Regions from separate parts of the Sus scrofa genome. Here region 1 is linked to region 2. Evidence: chromatin contacts called from public Hi-C data. All regions are on one chromosome and are shown on one strand. The core of a region is the stretch at or near the end of the contact, and the rest is flanking DNA. Distances in the headings are between cores, read along the strand shown.

Region 1 (2,700 bases), core at 73-2,572, 48 kb before region 2:
CAAAAACCTTGAGTACACAGCTTTCAGTTCCGTTTCTATACCCTAAGCGTGTAATTTTCTGCTAAAAGAATTTTACTCACGCCTTAAAATTTGAGACACTAGCTAGATGACAATTTTTAAAGTACGTACAAATGCAAGACAGCCAGAATTTTCAAGAATGCGAGGAAGTTAAACCAAGGCCCAGGCCTTTCTAGGGGAACATTCTGTGCAGCTCGGGGAGGGCTCGGGGCCCAGGAGCGCCATCCCCGGGAAAGGCCGGGGCGGGGGACACGCCAAGCACTTCTCCTTCCCCGCGCTGGTTCACCTGAAAGACGAAGGCAACACCGGTGATGAGGTGCACGAAACATGGTGATTTTTTTCTTCAAGTCATGCTAGAAGCTGGTCACGGGCTGGTCTTCCCGGCGGCACCGTCTCCCTGGACTGGGAGGCAGCTGGCATTTACTGTTACTGGGACTGAGGGACTCGCTTCTCGCTGGTAACAACAAAGCCATAGATGCAGCCCCAGCGCCTCCCGGAAGGCCCCTGCAGCCCTTGAGCTCTGACTGGCTCTTCCTCCTCAGGTAAGTGACCGTCTCTCGGCTCAGGAGGTTGTCCTTATACAGATACATCGTCCTCCCAGGGCTCCTGGAAGCGGCGGGCAGAGGGCCAGGAGGAGAGAGCTTCCTCCGCGGCTCTCATGGGTGCAGAGGTGGTGGGGCCAGAGGACACGGAGGCGCGTGGGCCCAGCGGGAACTCCTGGGGCCTGAGTCCTCTCCTCCAGGCTCCTGGAGGCTCCCTGCCGCCGCCAGGCAGGAAGGGTGAGTCACTGCTCCCGGCTCCACCCCTTTTGCTTCGCTCCCAAGAGGCACTTCCAAGCTTCTGGAGCATCTTCTAAAACAGCACATTGACTCAGTGCCCCAAGGAGCACAGCGTGTTCTCAGAACATTGCTCAATTCTGTCTCCTGCGGGAAGGAGTCGGCGTTTGTTTTATTAAGAACTAGCGTGAAATAGTTAGTTCTCATCTACAAAAGGAGAAAAGAAAAGTGGGGGGGAGTAGGTCGAGTCTCCCATTTTGGCGCACAGATAGAGACAGTGTTTTTCTTATTTCTGGGAGCCCAGGAGCTAATAAATTGGCCGCACTGACAAAGGAAGTTTGGGGAAAGCTGCCTATGACGAATAAATGACTGATTTGTTTCATTTTGTAAAAATGAGGCTCTCCTTTCTGACCCAAGTCATTTTCTAAGCATTCCTCAAAGGGCAGCGGCCTCTCCCGCTGGGAGGCCAAGGGCGCCCTGGAGCCTCTTCCCGGGCTTGGACAGGAGCCGTGCGGTCAGAGGCGGGCGGCCTGGCTCCCGCTGGCCCTCCTCCAGTTCCGTGACCTCTGGCCACCACCACCCAGGTTCGGTCTCTCCATCTCTGACACAAGCAGCTGTGTGTGACAGTTTCCCTTTTGCTCTAAAACAAGACGATTCTGAGATGCGACACCTCGGCTGAGGCTGGCTCTGCTTTGGCCCACATCTCGGGGGCCTGAGTCGTACACACGCCCGTGTGTGCAAAGCCGGCCCTGCCAAGAGAGAAACATTCCGGATCATTCAAAGCCATGAAGAATGTTGGCTCTGACTTCAGAAGGGCAGGATAAACAAATCCGTGCCCAGGCGGGCACTCGCTGACTGGCTGCCTCTGCCTTTTTAACTCATCAGGGCCTGAGAGCTTCCCTAAGGCCTTCTGACGCCAGGATGCGTCAACGCTGTCATGTCGGTCCCTTCCCCGGCTTTTTCACAGGCGCAGGCCGTCCTCAGGTGGGGGCAGAATGCTCACCAGTCTTTCACCGGGATTGACTTTTTTGTAACCTCTCCCCCAAATCAGGTCAGTTCTCCCTTCCCACATAGGTCAAAAAATAAAGAATAAAGCTACCCTCCTTTAAAAAAAAAAAAAAAAAAAAATCCTCTTTCCCCAAACCACACGCCCAAATGCAGTGAATCTAGAGATTCTTTGGACTGGAGTGGATTCTAAAGTCAATTGAACTTCCAATGCATTTCGATTTGGCCTCCTATTGATCTGAAACCACAAAGGTTGTAGGAGACAGGATATGGTTCTGGTCTCTGGTAGAATCCGCTTGAATTCTTCCCCGGAGAGAAAGTGGGAACCCTTCGACTGTCCAACCAGATTTCTGTGTGGCTCATGGAAAGTAAACAAACAACATAACAGAGAAAAACCCAACTTCCAAGTCACAGGCTCACAGCATCTTTGGGAACTAAGTAGTTGAGGTCCAGGGACTTGCTGAAAACCACCCCAGGACAGTGAGAGCACGCAGACACGCGGCGCTCAAGGCCATTTGCCCGAGAAGATGACTGGGTTTGGGCCCCCAGGGACACTTCTGCTGCAGAGAATTAACTGGGCGTGTAAAGGAACAAAGAATTCGGCTTTTTTTTTTCTTTTTTAATTAAAAAATTTCGTACTCAAAAAGCAAGAGACGTGATGCTATTTTCTCCCATTCTGAAATCTCACAGGGGCGAGGGCATGGGCAACCACATCTGTAGCATCTGCATTCGGGCAGCTGTCTGAGTAACTGTCACCAGACTTTTTAAGGTTTTACAGAAACTGAGTTGGGAGTATTTCCCAAGAGCCACTGCTCAGCAGTGAAAACGTGGAGAGCTTACTGTTCTGTCTTTTGGAAAATCTAATCAGCTAAAATGATGACTTGGTGGTCTGACTTGCTGT
Region 2 (2,700 bases), core at 64-2,563:
GACAGGTTTTAAAATTACAGCCTCTTGTCCAAGAGCCATTCCCATCTAGTGCCTGCAGTTTCCACGTGGAGACTCCCCGTCTCCATACCTGTCGTGTGCCCTTCCTGCTTCCAGTGGAAATGAGGGCAAGTGAAGCGGGGCTATTCTGCTAGATGCGCTCCTGGCCGCACCACATAAACAGCCTTGTCTGTGTCACTGTCATTTAATTAATGCTAAGTTCTTGAACCATTTAAAAAGAGGGGGGAGAAAAAGAGAACTTTTTTGTTTTCTCATTGATAATAAATTTCAGTCTCTTACTATCTCTAACAAGCCAGCCAGCACATTAGATGCAGGAAGAGAGATCGAAAAGATAAAAGAAGCAATTAGCTATTGAACAAACTTCATCTCCTGCTTCCCGATGAAGGGGAAAGAAAAAAAAAACAAAAAAACAACTTGGCATTTGCCAGATATTGAGTGTCTAATAATGTTAGCAAGAAAAAACATGTAGGAGAGACTGACTAACAAAGAAATAAACAACACTTACTTTGTTTTCCAGCACAGTAAGCTGGTCGCGAGCGAGATGAGGGTAAAACTCCTTTCCTCAAGGCCCCTGCTTTCGCTTTGGAAGCTGTGTTTACACTCGGGTCCAGGTTTGCTGCAGGACTCCTAAATGCCTGCGCCTCTCGGATGCCCCAAGTTCACAGTTCATCTCAGAGGCTTCATCGAGGACAAGGAATCCCCAGTTCAGACCCAGGCAACCTCTGGGCGCCACGTGGCACCACTGCTGTTGTTACCACACGCACGCCTGGGACACCCACTTGTTACCTCAGGAACCAGGCCACCAGCAGATAACCACTCAGACGAGTGTCCAGAGACGCGAGCCTCTGGCATTCTCAGGTTCAAGGTTGGAAAATGCATAAAGACAGGAACCACACAGTCAGCAGTATTCTGTGCCATTAACTTTCTTGCACTTAAACTTAGCCTTAAGAAAGAGCGGAGGGCACAAAATTAAAAGAGGTATTTTACTGGTGACCGGCATTTGTCCCGTCTCGCTGTCTAAAACTGCATTTAAGAATCCTAGATCACAAGAATTTTCATTTCCTCTGTGGAAACTACAGAGAATCCATTTAAAAAAAAAAAAAAAAAAAGGAAAAAAGTATAATTTTGCTTAAAAATGTAACCCCTTACTAAATCTCATCGGGTTCATTTTTTAAAACCCAAATTTGATGTTTGTTTTGAAAACTTACTTCATCCATGTACTGTTCAGCTCATAAAAACAAACCTTCTTCCAGCAAAATGGGACACTTTGACCTTGTTTACCGCAGTATTTTGAAACCTCTGTCTCGTAACTCCTGACATCACTGGACGTGTATTAGCACCTTCACTGCTGTTGGCTGCACACGCTGCTACCCCGACCTTCTTGAATCGCCCCTGGTTGAACAAATACTTCACACGACAGTAGGGATACTGGTGTTAGCATTAAACCCACAGAACTCACGTGGTCCCTTTTATAAGTGCCACATCTCTCTGATCACTTTTCTAAGAAAACAAAAGCACTGAACATCTGATACTTTTTTAAGTCCCTGCATCCAGACCTCATACAGACTATTTTTTCTTCAGACCCTCTCCCTGCCCAAGAGAAGGGCTTCCTTTCTCACCAATCGCCATACTGGCAAGAATTTCTGCCACAGAGCTTTTCTAATAGAAGATCTTGACCTACTTTCCCCCAATAAAAAATTCCCACAAACTTCCCTAGAGGATAATTTATGTTGGCATATTTTAGAATTTCAGAAAGCATTGTTGCACTTTTAATTTTGATAAAGTCAAGATTTACTCATTTCTTTTTCTCTTGTGGAAATGATTTTGATATTGTATCTGAGTGTTACATTTTTAAAGAAATAATTTTCCCCTGGCAGTCTGACACATTTCCCTTCTCTGTTCCTCAATTCTTATTCTTGATGTAGAAGAATTAAAAAAAAAAAAAGAGAGAGAAAGAATACTTGTAACATAATTTAACTGTGTAAGTCACCATTAAATTTGAGAGAACATTTCCTATAATCCAACTCTTTAAATAAAACCAAATTCTGGTCTTACAGTGGTGGTGCAATTTTACAGAGAAGTAATTAAAAACTCAAGTTTAACTTATCTGAAACCAACTGATAACATTCTTGTTTCTCTCCTGAAACAACCTGCAAAACAACAAGTCCTCGAACTACAGTCACCAAGAAATAAAGAACACGAAATACATATTTGAGCAATTATGGCCTTTGTTTGTCAGAGAAGAATAAAAAGAAAAAACATCCAGAGTTAATAAAATTAATTAACTCGAGCTAAAGAACTACTAAAAGGACCCTCCGAATATCATGCTGTTACTATGACAACTTCAAAACTGCTTCAAGCAAATATGAGGGATTTTAAGATTCATGATAAAACAAGTGTCATCCAGCCTGTGAAAAATTACTTTCATTTCCATCAGGCAGCAGAAAGGCTAAATGGCTATTTACAACTTTGAAATATCAAATCGTTACCTTGTGAGAGATGCTATACTCTTCATTCAGATTACGAAAAAAAAATAATAAGTAAATGAACAGCTCTCTCAGTAATCGGAACCATTTTGATTTCAGTCCTGCAACTACACCACTCCTACGGTCTATCTAGTTGGTACTTTATTTTTATAATGAAAGCAAAGTCTGATGCAATCTGAAAGGGAAGGGACAAAAA

The links. Hi-C and Micro-C count contacts between places; a contact is called where the count stands out from the background.
Region 1: a Hi-C map of liver shows a contact between it and region 2, with 3 times the contacts expected there. The contact joins two enhancer-like sites. A contact is called at or near these places in 1 of 5 promoter capture datasets (liver), 17 of 47 Hi-C or Micro-C datasets (alveolar macrophages, brain, embryonic fibroblasts and 9 more) and 2 of 2 datasets of contacts at active chromatin or transcription factors (alveolar macrophages and skeletal muscle).

What each region holds. Positions count from the first base shown.
Region 1 is chr18:18,028,438-18,031,137 of Sscrofa11.1, reverse strand. It overlaps LOC110257572 (a long non-coding RNA gene), which reads right to left. Exons shown (of 3, transcript XR_002340372.1): 2 at 305-2,700. Among named protein-coding and RNA genes, the nearest start is that of MIR29B-1, 9.8 kb to the left of the region's middle. Within about 2 kb of position 1,322, at least 37 of the 83 cell types and tissues checked have an H3K27ac peak or open chromatin away from gene starts, as enhancers often do. A contact at or near this core is called in liver, mesenteric adipose tissue, omental adipose tissue and 2 more, where this site is marked.
Region 2 is chr18:17,980,899-17,983,598 of Sscrofa11.1, reverse strand. LOC110257572 (a long non-coding RNA gene) reads right to left here. Exons shown (of 3, transcript XR_002340372.1): 1 at 524-2,700. Among named protein-coding and RNA genes, the nearest start is that of MIR29B-1, 57 kb to the left of the region's middle. Within about 2 kb of position 1,313, at least 30 of the 83 cell types and tissues checked have an H3K27ac peak or open chromatin away from gene starts, as enhancers often do. A contact at or near this core is called in liver, mesenteric adipose tissue, omental adipose tissue and 2 more, where this site is marked.